Regions from separate parts of the Zea mays genome. Here regions 2 and 3 are each linked to region 1. The links are chromatin contacts, called in public Hi-C maps. All regions are on one chromosome and are shown on one strand. The core of a region is the stretch at or near the end of the contact, and the rest is flanking DNA. Distances in the headings are between cores, read along the strand shown. Region 1 holds the start of LOC103645193. Region 2 overlaps LOC109943490 (a long non-coding RNA gene). Region 3 holds the start of LOC100283066 (sorbitol dehydrogenase homolog 1).

Region 1 (5,103 bases), core at 1,916-4,415:
AACCGTGGACACCAGCATGACAGGAACACAGCCACCACCAGCAACAGCAAGCATGCATCGCTGCTGCTGATATGGGTCCGGAACTTGGAGGCCGGGGCGCGCTTGGCTTTCCCCGGCGCACATGCACACTTGCTAGCTCTGAAGGCTGCAGCTGAACGAAACGGGACGTGCGCAGGCGATGTTCGCGAAGGTAAACGACCGACCGGGCTAGGCTAGTAGGATGCGACAACGCGATCGGTGACCAGCAGAGCTAGCGGCAGCTTGGAATTCCGATCGAGAGGCGGCCGGCAACGCGCACGTTCGTGGAACAGCGACGGCAGTACTGGCAGTGGCAGGCGGTGAGGTCGACGCTCGATCGGTTCGCGTGGGGCGGGGAGGGACGATGGAACGGTAGACGGGTCGGTGGGTCGACCAGATCTGAGCTCGTCGGCCTGTACTTGCCGCTGTAGCTGCCCAGCTTGGTTTGTTGGATGTCGCCGCTGTGGCAGCATGATCCGCAACAGCCCCGGCGTCAGGCTGGCTGCTTCGTCTCATGCGATGTGCAGTCGTGTTTGAGTTGACAGGACGAGAGCTGCATGTCATTGTAGTACGTTACGTATGTATCCTCGGAGAGCCCCCCGAAATGCTACTGTAGGCGACTGGTGGCCTGGTGGGCGGCATAGCACTATAGCAGCTGTGTCGCCAAAGTGTAAGACGCGGTGGTAGCTGCTGTTGATCATCACTCACTTTACGGGCGCCCTTCTTCTTCTGGAGAATCTGGGCTGTGGCCCATGATCTCCTTCTCCCATCCTATGCAGGCATGTTCTGTCTTTCTGGCCCATGGGCGGAGCTCTTCTACTTTTATCGGCCCTCGTTTGTTGCCGTGGCCCATTACGGGAGTTCGGATCTGGCCCGTCAGGAACCTCTTTTGATTTGTCAACGAACCACCTTTCAGTAACAGATCTCTAGTTATGATAGAACGCCTTCTTACCATGGGTAAGGCAATTTGTTTTGTTTTTTTTTTTTTGGTCATTTGTTTGGAACCTTTCAGTAACTGATCTCTGGTATAGCTTCCGGTGGCTCTAGCTCCTCCAAAACACTGTACCAGTACCGTTTACTGCAGTAGCGTGGAGCTTTTCAAGTTCGGAGACCAAAAAAAAAGATGAACTACACGAGTGGCAAACCAACAATTTCAGATTCACCAGTTTCGGCTTCCTTTTGGTTGGGTTAGAGCCCGAACCCGAACCATTATATGGGCCGGGTATATGTATTTCCGTCGGAGTCTGTCGTGTTGAATCGATTGCTTTATATATACATCAAAATAAACGCATTTATATAATAAGTGATCTCTTCATAAGTTAATTATATATATTTATCATTAATTATTACATTACATGTAAATTTAACGGGTCCCCGTTTATTCGTTGAGGAAGAATTTCACCGTTTACATCTATGTGGGGAAGAAACTTCCACGTCTACATCTTTTAATGGAGGAATTCCTCACGAGGAATCGGGGATTGGATTCCCATTGACATCTCTAGTCGAGTCTAATTAACATACCAGCGTCTCCCAGCAGACTCCGGAACACAGATCCACCCAGACGTTTGTAGTGTGCTACTTAGGGTTCGATATCGAGCCAACTCGGCTCAGCTCGTCCGAGTTCGAGCTGGCCCGTTAAGCTAACGAATTGGCTTGGCTCGACTCATTAAGCCGACGAGCCACATAGTCAGCTCGGCTCGTTTATGAGCTCAATCTAACTCGTTTAGCTCGACAGTCAGAGCAAAACGAACAATATATATAATGATCAATTTATAGTTAATTCGAAACTAATTTAACAATAGAAATAATAATTATACACATAGTTTCACAGACCACGTCAATGTAACACCAAATGAACATAACTCATCAATTCACAATTCACACACATATTCATCGGTTTAACCATAGTTATATTCACATAGACTAATTTAACATATAGTCATAGTTTATCAATCATTAGTTTAACTCATATGACATATACACCATACATAAATATAATATGTTCATCAATTATTACATAAATGATATACATATAGTTTTATTTTGTTGAAACATATTAGCTCGTTTAGCTTGCGAGTTGGCTCGTTAACAAACCGAACTAGAATGTCATCTCAGCTCGTAAAAAAATTCAAACGAACTGATATAACTGACCACGAACCGAAGTAGCAGACGAGCTATGAACATCTCGTCAAGCCGTAGTTGTCAGCCGAACGCGCGTGCCCTGTTGTTTGTTCGTTTGCTTTCCGACGCGCCGCACATGCTGGGACGCGTATAGACGTAGCGTTTATTCGCCAGGGGCAGAGCGTTTACCTTGGACCGCTGACTCTTCCTCCTCGGCTCCTCCAACAAAAACAAAACGTAAAGGAGAGCGCACGGGGGGAAGAAAAGTATTGCCGCGCGCACCTGCATTGCCGCGCGCACGTCACTGGCGGGGGCGGACAGGTAAAGCGCAACAGCCGATGGAGGAAGGGCCGACGACCGTGAGCGACGAAAAGAACAAAGAGGAATGACCTACCTGCCCGGGCACAGGCACAGCAACCCCCTCCTCTGTGCTCTCCTCACCCGACGCGGGAGAGGCTGCTGCTGCAGTGCTGCACACGCGACACGCCTCGCCACCTACCCCGCTGCAGTGTAGGGCTACCGAGGGGTCCGAGACCTTCACCTTCAGGTTTTCGTTGCAGCAGCTAGCAGGGCGTGCGCTGAAGAAGAAACAGCAGACTGGCCTGGTGTGGTGTACTGGTGTGCTCAACAAAATGCGCAATCGAAGGCACGCACGACACGACCAGGCCGGCCTTTGTTTTCTAGCTAATGACGACCCTTACGTACATTTATTAATAATCCGTCGTTGAATACACGAGCCATTGGTGTGTCGGTGCAGTCACGGCCCCAGTGACGGCCGACGACGGCGACGCCGCAGCGGCACCGAAAAGCACACACATCGATTATACTACTGCTAGCGGCCGGTCAGAGCCGCCGGCGAGTTCTCTTTGCGTCGCGTGCTTCGACCGGTTACGGTTATCTTATTATGCATGCGCTGGCCGGGCTGGGCTTGAGAAGAAGCTTCCGTCCCAGTCCCAGTCCCAGTCCCAGTCCCAGTCCCAGAGAGCTAGGCTCCGCGGTCGCCTCATCGAGTCGTCGGCACCCCCCATGCATGCTGCACACATGAGTTCACCCTGTGAGTTTTAAGTTGGTATATCTTGCCTCTTTTGTGATAGATCGAGGTGGAGAGTACCGTTTCGGTTTAGTCTCTGTTGTGTTCCTCAGCTAAATTTGAGTGCGTGCTCATCGGTCATCACCCAAAATATCCGGCAAAATAATTAGCACGTCTTTGACGAGCTTTAGTTTTCTAGAGATTTGCCTGTGCTCAAGGGTTAATTCTCCGAAAGAAAATTCTGGATTCCATTCACCACGCCCACGCTCCTCTTCTGGCCGTGTTCTCGGTCCTTCACACGCCCAGCACACACTATACTGGAACCAGATCCGCTGCCTTACGGCAGCCTGCCGTGCGCTCGTCGATCTTCAAACCAACGGTGATCTGCTGTCCTCTCCCTCAGTAGTGTATGGAGCGGCCCAACAGAGTAATTCTGGCCCACTTCTTTTCTTCGTTTCTTATTTCTTTCATCTAGGAACACAGCGCAACGGAGGAAAAAGCAGCGGGAAAGGCTGCCTGTTTTGGCGCCAGATACAGAGAGACAGTGACAAAAGGAACCAACGGACAGGGCAAAAAGCACCAAATACAGAGAGACAGCGACGAAGGAAACCAACCAACAGACAAGGCAAAAAGCTGAGAAGCAAAGATGGAGGAAGATGCGACCAACGGATCAAACATGTGAGATGCACCACTTTATTTTTATTCCTAATATCATGGTCCATTTGTTCCTTTCTTTTAAATTTTAGTTGTCTTTTTTAGGGAGAATGTGTTGCCCTGTTTGATTCCTCGTATTGGAATGAAATTCAGAAACCCAGATGAGGGCTGGAGATTTTGGTTAGCGTATAGTGGTCAAAAAGGTTTTGATGTTAGAAAAAGGTACTCAAATACAAGTAAGATTGATGGAAACGTCACGTCATGTAGATTTGTTTGTGCTAATCAAGGTCATCGAGGGAAAGATAAAAAGGGGTATGAAGTAAAGTGTCATCGAGCTGAAACTAGAACGGATTGTGAAGTGCGTATGGGACTTGTAAAAGATAAAGAGTTTGGTGGATACAAAGTTTATGATTTGAATTTAGAACACAACCATAACCTTCACTTGCCAGAAACATTCCACTTGATGGTGTCACAAAGGAAAATTTCAGATTTGCAAGCTTTTGAAATTGAAACAGCTGATGACTCGGGAATAGGACCAAAAGCATCACATGAATTAGCATGTCGCCAAGTGGGTGGGCCGCTTAATTTGAGTTACACCATTCGTGACCATAAAAACTATTTGCGTGGCAAGCGACAACGAGAGATGGTATATGGTCAAGCTGGAAGCATGCTCAAATATTTCCAGGATAAAATGACAGAGAATCCGGCGTTCCAATATGCGACACAAATGGATGCTGAAGAGAAGATTGCAAATATATTTTGGGCTGATGCTAGAATGATTGCCGATTATATACACTTTGGTGACATTGTTTCGTTTGACACTACATTTGGGACGAATAGAGAGAGCCGGCCTTTCGGTGTCTTTGTTGGATTCAATCAGTTTAGACAAACTATAGTTTTTGGTGCTGCTCTAATGTATGATGAAACATTTGAGTCTTTCAAATGGCTATTTGAGACTTTTCTACAAGCACATAGTGGAAAGCAACCCAAAACAATCTACACAGACCAAGATTATGCAATGGGAAAGGCGATTGAGCAAGTGTTTCAAGAGACATGGCATGGATTGTGCAGCTTTCACATAATGCAGAATGCTATAAAACATTTGCTTTCACCTTGTTGCAACCGGGAGCCTCGGTGAAGATGTAGTCCTTGACGAGGAGTACATAGTAATCGGTAATCCTTTTGTCGGGGACCATAATTAGGGGTACCCTCAAGACGCCTAATTCTCAGCTGGTAACCCCCATCAGCATAAAGCTGCAAAGGCCTGATGGGTACGATTA
Region 2 (5,103 bases), core at 1,106-3,605, 490 kb before region 1:
CGCGATTAGAACGCACAAGCACATCGAGAAGATATATATATATCTCTACTATATTTAAGTAGGCGGAAGAATTCCACCGTGCGTCGTCTCCGCCCGTGATTGCTATGTCTGATGCCATGTGTGTCCCACGCCTAGCTGTCAGCGCAGCAGAATTGATCGTGGTACGAAGCTAGGCCCACTGCTAGATTTTTTTTGTGGTTGACTACATGCTCCCCTTTTAGAGTGTTCTCTGGAGCCCTCTATTATATTGGGATGATGACCGTCTTTCATATACCAAATCCTTAGTTTTTGTCCAGAGTTCGCCAGGAAATAATATTTCATCTTCAACATAAGTTTTAAGTCGTATTCTACTCGCAAAAGAGATAATTTATGTACATGAGTTAGCTTTACAAATACATACATGTGCAGAACAATATATGTAATTTCAAAAATAACAACCGGCCGGCGCCTAGCTGCGTCCGCTGCCCTGTGGGCCCAGCGCCAGCCCGGCCGCCCGCCCCCACAGCGCACTCTCCACATCAGGGCGCAAAATATATTGCACAACTGAAATTCGAACACACGACTCCCCGTTCCGAACATCTAGCGCCTACCTTCGGATTACACATTCCTTTGAACTTAATAGGGATAAATAATTTAAATATGCATATAATAATATTTAGAAACCGGAGTCCGTACCAAATTGCCTTAGTGTGTATATATATAGCGAGCCATCGTCCCGGCCGTCGTGACGTACGTACCTGCAGCAGAGGTAGATAGATAGTTTCGATCTGTTAATTAGCTTCTATAGTCCGCTGGTGATATGGAGCTCGCCGGCGTCGGCGGCCTCGAGGACGAGGACTGGTACGATGTGGGCACGACGACGGCGCCGGCCGCGACGAAGCCGCCGCCGCTCACCCACGACGACAACCGCGGCTTCCTCCGGATGCTTCGCGAGAAGAAAGAGAGGTGATATATTGCGCCAACAGATGAACTATAGTAACATGCATGCTGCATGCATCGATCAATCTGTTATTATCATATTATTCTAGATATGAGTTGCAAAGTCCGGCCCTGATGAACTGGCTGGCATGGTCGGAGCGCAGGCTGGGCGTGGAGGCGCACAAGGTGGAGGTGCGGTTCGAGAGGCTCGCCGTGGAGGCGGACGTCCGCGTCGGCAGCCGCGCCGTCCCGACGCTGCTCAACTCCGCCGTCAACGCCGCCCAGGTAATAACGACACGACGGACCCCGCCGCCGTCGTCGTCGTCGTGTTTCATCTACGTACGCCGCCGCAGCCGCGATGCACTAGTAGTAGCTGTTCCGTTCGTCGCATTGATTCCTTCCTTGGTTTTCTTTGTGGCTTTGTCTCTCCTCCTTCCTCCTATGGATGGTGCATGCATATAGCATTAGCATTGCTGCTGCAAGCTGCAAGGAGTTTTCTTTTTTCTTTTTTTCCCGAAAAGATCGACTTCTATCTGCCTATTTTTTACATATATGATTTCGTATAATTTCGTTCGTCGGAAAGATAGAAATTAAAAGGGCTGTGGATTTGGTGAGACACGTCGAATGGATTGTCCTCCCATCCTAAACACCTTTGCTCTGATCCGTTTTCCGTTGAGGTGCTTGCGAACGATCCAAGCTGCAGCAACAGGTGCACGCAATAAATACGTCCGTCCGTCCGTGTAGCGTTTTTAGGTTACACCGGAGCTCCGTGCAAGGAGAAACGTGTATCGATCTCGCTAGCAGCCGCGCTTGTACACCGGTTAAACTTTTTAAAACTGGCTAGATTTGATAATATCAATATTTATAGTTCGAAACATGTTTGTTTTTAAAAAAACATATTCCATTATAGATTAATCTACTTATTACGCATCCTAATATCAGTATATTAGAAAAGTTTAACCACTCTAAAAGTCAGATATATGTTCTTTCCAAATAAACAGAGGAAGTAGTTAGCAGAGCATGGTTGGTTCCATCTACTACTGTCGATAAAAAAAAGATCAAATTCTGCAAGTTTGAAACAACAAATACTAGTACGACGTACGTTGGACCATATTAAAACAACACTTGCATCATTCAGAGTTATGGCACTATGCATGGATCTTATAGTATTTCCTGAGATTTAGGACGTTGAAAGAAGCAATTAGAGTAATGTATAGTGGATTGCTGGCGGATCTTTGTAGTTAGCTTTCTATTATTAATTTATGATCAACTTGTGACTAAACTGGCTATAGCAGTATAGCCTGCTTTTCTTCTCTCTCTCCTCAGTCTTGCCAAGCTTCGAGTTCCTCATTTACTCGTGGTAGGAAGCAGCGCAGACCATGACGTTGACGAGACCGCCTTTAATGTGGGCCTGTCCGATCCCCCAGCCTGCCGCATCATCAGTAGTGCTTCTTGGCGTCCCCCTGCGCGCTGGGAGTGAACCAAGAGAACCCAACACGTCTGCTAGATTCCTCATGATTAATGAGGCTCATCTTGTGCCCAAATAGATAGTGGGACATTGATGCATCAGCAGGTTCTATGCTGTAAGAAAAACATAAATAAAAATTACAAAATCACGACTGTAAGCGGGTTTGTAAATCTGCAGACAACCTTAGGCCAGTTCGAATTGAACACATGGAGTTCAGTCCAGAATCGAAAGGATACCGCGCCTCGTTACGGTTACGCTGCTGCGTGCTTTAGCGAGAGCTAAAATACAAGTGTATGGCATGCATGTGTTTGTTTTACAATGCAAAGTTGGTAGGTCATATTCGGGGAAAAAGAGAGAGAGAGAGAGAGAGATTTCTGATGATGAGTTTATTTTGCTTTCAGGAATTAGCGACGTCTGTCCATATGTGTGTTACCAGGAAAAGACCTATGAGAATCATAAACGAAGTAAGCGGGGTCATCCGGCCGTCAAGGTACATGTCTCCTCATGCGCACAGACTTGGATCCCAGCATCCTGTTGTATGTCAAACATAAGCGCTTGATCAGATTTAGCGGAAAAGTTAATAAAAATGCATGCGTATGAATTTTATAGTCTGTTATTAGCCAACAGTTTGACTTAGGATAAACTTAGGTCCCTCATATTTCAGGACGAAGGGAGTAATTCGTTAAGATATATACTGAATTTTATATCCCATTCTGTCAGGATGACGCTCCTTCTGGGAGCGCCTGGATCAGGCAAGACGACTCTTCTAAAAGCGTTGGCAGGAAAACTGGATTCTTCTTTGAAGGTACACTGAGTTGCTTTCATGCTAACCAAAGTATTTGTCAACATAAAAAGAGGCAAAAAAAAACAGACAATACTGTGAAGCATCAACTAACATAAATATATGTTGCCAATGACTGTGAACAGTTCAAGGGAAAAGTCATGTACAATGGAGAAGAAATGAATCACTCAACACCGCAGTACCTGCGTGCTTATGTTAGCCAGTATGATCTCCATCATGCTGAGATGACAGTGAGGGAGACAATCAACTTCTCTTCTAAGATGTTCGGAACCAATAACGAATTCGGTAAGACATACTCTTGCATATAGTGAGCTTTCCATTTTGAAGGTCATTGGAATGTGCTGCAATTTATGACAAGGCAAACACGTTAAAACTCAAGAAGAAAGTATCTACATGATACTCCAGATAAATCAAATTTTCCATGGCAACTATACTGACACAAATTTCCTGTTTGTACGGAATGACAAATCCAGAGATGCTAGGAGAAGCAATAAGAAGAAAAAAGGGTGTCATCAATAAAGTGGACCAAGATCTTGATTCGTTCATTAAGGTAGCTCTTCTTTACTAAGATTTTTGAAAGACCGGATTATGTTTTGTTTGGTTACTCAAATAGCTCGTCTCTCAGGCCACCACCTTTGGAGAAGGAAGCAACCTCACAACAAACTACATTATCAAGGTAATTTAGTTACTTGTTTGATTTGCTGTATACCTTGATGATACAATAGTAACAGTTGATTGTATGCAGATACTTGGCCTGTCTGAGTGTGCTGATACCCTAGTAGGAGACGAGATGAGGAGAGGAATATCTGGAGGGCAAAAGAAAAGAGCCACAATTGGTAAGCATTCCTATCATGGCTGATTGTAAAATACATAGCTATAGGATTTATTTAGCTGCCACTGGAAGCACACACTTCAATCTGAAACAAAGCCACATTAACTGACATTCCACCACCTCAAGAACGCAAAAGGTTCTTACCAGGGCAGGAATCTTCATGATAACGAATAATGAGTAGCTCTAAAATTGAATGCTTAACTAACCAGAATATTAGAATAAGGAACAGAGTAAAGATATAGTTAACTGGAACCTAACCTAAGTTGGCATACATTAACGTGATGTTGTTTAATGCAGGGGAGATGCTGGTTGGTCTAGCAAGGTGCTTCTTTATGGATGATATATCAACAGGTCTAGATAGCTCCACGACATTTGAGATCATGAAGTTTCTCCAACAGATGGCCCATTTGATGGATCTCACAATGGTTATTTCCTTGCTGCAACCACCTCCTGAGACATTGGAATTATTTGACGACATTATACTTTTATGTGAGGGGCAAATTGTGTATCATGGTCCTCGAGAAAATGCTACGGACTTCTTTGAAAGTATGGGATTCAAATGCCCTGACAGAAAGAATGTAGCCGATTTCCTTCAAGAGGTAATAAACCATCAAATGAGCCTAACTGCCTAGAATTTTCTTTCGTCTTAATATAATGATATGTTGCGTGTTTGAGAAAAAAAGAAATAGCTAAACATAACAGTGATGCCTAGAAGGAATAGCTAAACATAACAGTGTTTGAGGATAAGTTTCGAGATATTTTTTTTGACTGTTTGAGGATAACTAATACATCAGATCCACAAAATTAAGAAGGAAGTAGATGACTTACAATTATGTGCAGGAGCGTAAAATGTCGCTATTCTGCAATACATGTGCTTTTGCAAAATAATGTAACAAGTTTTCCATGTCCTTTTGCAAAAACAATGTAACAAGTTTTCTCAATTGGCCACTGACCAGGTAACCTCTAAGATGGACCAAAAGCAATACTGGGCTGGTGATCAAAACAAGTATCAGTACCATACAATTGAAAATTTTGCACAATCCTTCAGGACGTCCTATCTCCCTCTTCTAGTAGAAGACAAAC
Region 3 (5,103 bases), core at 1,357-3,856, 320 kb before region 1:
GGAAGCAGTGCTGCTGCTGGTATGGGACGCTCCATTTCGCCTTTTTCAGCCTCGCCGGGATCATCTCCTCATCTTTTTTTTTTCTTCCCTGTAGAGCTCCTCTAAGAGTACTCCTACTTTCAAAACTACTGTTTCTAGTCCCCTCGTAAAAATTCTAAAAAAATATTATAGTTTAAATTTGATGATATATAGAGAGAAGAGGGAGCATGAGGCCTTTATGGGGAGAGAGTTTTTAAAAAATATATGTAATTAGATCACTGTCGCTTATTGATGGGGCGGCAGACATCTATTCGTGTAGTTTTTAATTCTGGGGTATAGAATTCAGATTTCGAATATTTTTATAAAATAAAACGGAAAAGGGAAGCAGTGGAACTGGGCCAGATGGCCTCCTCAGTCGTATCAGTCCAATCATCTACAAGGCCTTCTATCATTCGCTTGCAGCCCAAGTTGTCCCAAGCATTGCCGAAGCGTGCTGATCGCGGTTGCAGTCCAGCCCAACCTAACCTCATGATTAAGTCTGTTGAACTGTAAAAAATATTTTTTTTAGAGGCGACAGGGAACATTTTTTTTACGATAGGGATATAAAACATCTTTTTAGAGCAAGAGATGGAGGACAGTTTTCTTAGATAGAGAGATAGACAGAAGATTTCTAGATCAATTGAAGAAGAGATAGAGAAAACATTTATTGAAGACAAGAGCTAGAGAAAACATTTGACTATGTGCCTATGTGACGGTGCGTCCAATGGATAGGTGAGGCCTGCGTCAGTTCAGATAAAAACAACCCCCTTTTTTATATTCCAGTAATGAAATTAGAAATTGCAGCAGGCCATGCATCCATCGTGCAGCTACTCTATCTACAAAATCTACAAAAAGGACGCGTTTCCTTGGTCGTCATCGCGCTGCTATCTATCGCAGGTCGCCATCTTCCGGACGGAATATCAAAATGCTGTGGACGAAACATGAGGGCACCTTCGGTCGAGTCACCCACCGTTTCGTGTGTCACATACATACCAGCGTCTCGCGCGCAGGGATAGAAATAGATGTCTGGATGGGAACTCGAATTATTCGATCCGCTAAAACTTGTAATATAGCTATCTGTATTCATTTTTTTTCTAATATAAGTACTAAATAAATGTACTAGAATTTGTTTTTTATAGCCGGTCCAAAACCGTATTGGATAAACATATAAAGTAGTCGATATTCATCTCGAGAACAAGATATAATAAACCTATTTGAAAGTTTTTCTTTTCGTAACTAGTGACTAATTATTTGACTAGTTTAGTTGTCCATGTATCACTACGGTTTTTATATATGATATATGGTTTTCTTTGTATAACGCAAATCAATATAAGCTGCAATTGAGACGGTGGTTTGCATCCTAACTGCTGCATTTTTTTTGATATATTCACTGACGCGCGATAAATGCTTACGGAGGGGAATGATGCATGACGAAACTCCGACTTGATATTAGTAAGGATTTAAATAGTACTAAGAATAAATTGAAACTATTTACGATATCTTTCAATATTGATTTCATACTATTAGTATACATGAATTTAAAATAAATTTAGTATTTTTCTAATTTAATTTGAACCTAACGTATCTGTTGTTGTCAATTATTTTAATAGTCTATTTTTTGGGAATATAATATTGTTTTAGTTCAATGGTAAATATTACACAAATAATAATTGATTATTTGGTATGTCTAAATATTAAATATTTATGAGTAACTAGCTTATTTTATTTAAGTTTATTCAGTTTATCTATTGTTTTATTAAATATCCGTATCTAATATAATTTAGTTTATTTCAATGTTAGAGACCATTATAAGGCTATTTTGATTTTTATTTCATGTTAATTATCGATGAACTTAGTCATGAAATTCTATTTATCTATGTTAAATTTAGCAATAATACACGCGCTGGTCTCTGAGTTAAATTAAGTGAACATTCGAATAGAAACCTGAATCCAGTATATTTATTTTGAATTCGTATTCAAAAGGATTTGTACTGAATCTAGATTAAAATATGATAAGAAGATGGTGTCCAGATCTGATTCCATACGCGTTTCGGTTTGTTTCGGTTTCGATTACTGCTCTCCAGACAGATACCGTGCCCGACATGCATGTTCTAATCACACGCCTCCCCGCCCACTGCATTTCGCATCAATCCAGAAGATTTCGCAGCCAAAGCAGTATCCAACGGATGAATGGTGGTCACCAGCCCAGCAGCCCTCGACTCGACGACGACTCTGTGAGCGCGACCACAGGTCACAGGTGCTTGCACTGCACTCATCCTGGTGGTGGAGTGATGGTTCAGTTCATCAGTTGTGGCTTGTGGCGCCGCGGCGAGTGGCTGCGCGCGTGACTGTTTGTTTGGTTCACTACCTCAGTTGCCACACTTTGCCTAACTTTTCTGTCTAATGTTAGTTATTCAATTCGAACGACTAACCTTAGGCAAAGTGTGGTATATTTAGCCACAAACCAAACATGCCAGGCGGGAAGCGAGCCAAGGCCAGGTCCAGGCCAAAAAATCTCACGCTTCGCCTGACGCCTGCTCCTGGTCGTTACAGATAGAGACGGATAAGCATGACAGCGCAGGCCGCGCGGCGTGGACTCCATGCCTGCAAGGGGACAATAGAGATGCCGTCTGCGTCCGCGGCGGCATCGGCGCCGGCGTCACCCCCCGCTATAAATCCGTCGCACCCGCCCACCCACCTGCCGTGCCAGTGCTCTCATCTGCGTACACGGTCTCCCTCTTCCTGTCAGTAGTAGAGTGAGAGTGAGGCAGCGAGTAGGAGACAAGGGGAAATGGGGAAGGGAGCGCAAGGGAGCGATGCGGCGGCGGCGGGCGGCGAGGTGGAGGAGAACATGGCGGCGTGGCTGGTTGCCAAGAACACCCTCAAGATCATGCCCTTCAAGCTCCCGCCCGTCGGTACGTGCCTCGGTTCCATCCTTCTTTCTCGCTGCTTATTGTTTGCTCTGTTCTAGGAATCAGAGAGATCGATAAGTTTTTTTTTTATCAAATCGATCGGTACCCTGCACCTGCAGTACAGCCTTGCAAGTTGCCAAGTTCCCATCTTTTTTTGCATTGTCTTATCGTGTTTGCACGTGCTGAACACGATGGCGAATATGTAGTCAGGAATCTATATCGAAGATTTGGATCAGCGTCAGCGTTTTCCTCCCTTTTGGGATGGAATTAGTAGGGCATGTTCTTCTTCGTTTTTTAGGAAACGGTATGTTCTTTTTATTAAAAAAATCTATGGTCAAAAGAAGGGGGATATTGAACTATTTATTGCACAAGGTAGTTACAGTATCATCAGCACTGGATCGCGTGTACAGGAAACATCAGTGCATCTTTTCCAAGATCCTAACTACTCCAGCACAAGGGAACCCACTCATTCAATAGGCTAGCAGAATATTAACCGTGCTAATGCTACGGTTCCGAAGAGCGGGGAAGGAGGGAGGACCCGGTGGTGGCGGTGAGGGGAGGTGTGGCAGGGTCGCGGGGAGAGAGGAGAATTGTACTATATGTGTGAGGCATGAGAAAAGCACGAGTAAAGAAGAATGATATAATAATATCGGTTATTACGTTTGAATAAGAAAGAGAAGGGTTATACTTTAACCGTTTGTTTTGAAAGTGTGTTATGTATATGTGCAATTTGTTTGATGAATTTAGAGGAGGTCATGAGTTGGAGGTGATTTGGTTAGAAGTGTTTCTCAAAGTTTAGTCTGGTGGGTTGTATATGGGGTATAGATATAGATAAAAGGACAGAATTTGCAGTAACTTCAAAGTTCAGATCTGAATTAGATAAAATCAGTAGTGCGCCATACAGACTTTGCTGTTCGCAATTTCTTTTCGTTTACTGGAGAGAATTGCATCTGTAAGGTGTACGTGATATTAAAAATGAGCATTTGAGACATGCCACTATGAACTCAGCGATGCACAGCACCCCTGAGTGCAGCCACTCAGGAAGCCGTCGTTTCGAGCTGCAGGAATAGCTTCTATAGTTATTAACACGGTAACACCCTTGCTGTTGCACAGCGCATATCTCAGTTCAGAAGAACTGAACTTATGTGTAATGCTACTGAGGTGCAGTTTATCAACAGCTTTCATTTAGGACTTAGGTGTGGTGGATGTAGCTGTTCCAAGTAGCAATCAAATACGGCCTGAAGTGCTAAAACAAAATAGAATATCAGAACTTTTGTAGGCTGGTCGCATACCATGTGAGGAAATTCTTTAGGTCGGAAGATTAGTACTTATTACAACTGAATAATAAGTATGCTGACAGTGAATTTTGGCTGGCATTTTCAGGCCCTTATGATGTCCGCGTGCGCATGAAGGCAGTGGGGATTTGCGGCAGCGATGTGCACTACCTCAGGGTGCGCGATCCTATCCGATGTCTCTGTAATTCTACGGCGCGGGAATTGTTGCACGGCTAATGGATTTCGACCCTTTACGCATCATCGATTCTCGCAGGAGATGCGCATCGCGCACTTCGTGGTGAAGGAGCCGATGGTGATCGGGCACGAGTGCGCGGGCGTGGTCGAGGAGGTGGGCGCCGGCGTGATGCACCTGTCCGTGGGCGACCGCGTGGCGCTGGAGCCGGGCGTCAGCTGCTGGCGCTGCCGCCACTGCAAGGGCGGGCGGTACAACCTGTGCGAGGACATGAAGTTCTTCGCCACCCCGCCGGTGCACGGCTCGCTGGCGAACCAGGTGGTGCACCCGGCCGACCTGTGCTTCAAGCTCCCCGACGGTGTGAGCCTGGAGGAGGGCGCCATGTGCGAGCCGCTGAGCGTGGGCGTGCACGCGTGCCGCCGCGCGGGGGTGGGGCCCGAGACGGGCGTGCTCGTGGTGGGCGCCGGCCCCATCGGCCTGGTGTCGCTGCTGGCGGCGCGGGCCTTCGGCGCGCCGCGCGTGGTGGTCGTGGACGTGGACGACCACCGCCTGGCCGTGGCCAGGTCGCTGGGCGCGGACGCGGCGGTGCGGGTGTCGCCCCGCGTGGAGGACCTGGCGGACGAGGTGGAGCGCATCCGCGCGGCCATGGGCTCGGACATCGACGTCAGCCTGGACTGCGCCGGGTTCAGCAAGACCATGTCGACGG

What was found. A called contact is a pair of places that touch in the nucleus more often than the background predicts.
Region 2: a contact with region 1 is called in a Hi-C map of tassel, with 2.6 times the contacts expected there. The contact joins the enhancer-like site here to the promoter of LOC103645193 in region 1. A contact is called at or near these places in 2 of 25 Hi-C or Micro-C datasets (leaf and tassel).
Region 3: a contact with region 1 is called in a Hi-C map of tassel, with 4 times the contacts expected there. The contact joins the promoter of LOC100283066 here to the promoter of LOC103645193 in region 1. A contact is called at or near these places in 5 of 25 Hi-C or Micro-C datasets (bundle sheath, ear, endosperm and 2 more).

The regions. Positions count from the first base shown.
Region 1 is chr1:201,924,263-201,929,365 of Zm-B73-REFERENCE-NAM-5.0, forward strand. It overlaps LOC103645193, which reads left to right and starts at 3,166. Exons shown (of 5, transcript XM_023300874.1): 1 at 3,166-3,174; 2 at 3,369-3,548; 3 at 3,653-3,847. The coding sequence starts at 3,166. LOC109943721 (a long non-coding RNA gene) reads right to left here and starts at 2,809. Exons shown (of 2, transcript XR_002266805.1): 1 at 2,534-2,809; 2 at 1,975-2,421.
Region 2 is chr1:201,431,791-201,436,893 of Zm-B73-REFERENCE-NAM-5.0, forward strand. LOC109943490 (a long non-coding RNA gene) reads right to left here. Exons shown (of 6, transcript XR_004855452.1): 4 at 3,898-5,103; 5 at 3,371-3,529; 6 at 2,059-2,917. Among protein-coding and RNA genes, the nearest start is that of LOC109943490, 7.0 kb to the right of the region's middle. Within about 2 kb of position 2,356, at least 13 of the 20 cell types and tissues checked have an H3K27ac peak or open chromatin away from gene starts, as enhancers often do. A contact at or near this core is called in tassel, where this site is marked.
Region 3 is chr1:201,607,086-201,612,188 of Zm-B73-REFERENCE-NAM-5.0, forward strand. It overlaps LOC100283066 (sorbitol dehydrogenase homolog 1), which reads left to right and starts at 2,607. Exons shown (of 3, transcript NM_001155968.2): 1 at 2,607-2,933; 2 at 4,314-4,381; 3 at 4,479-5,103. The coding sequence starts at 2,810.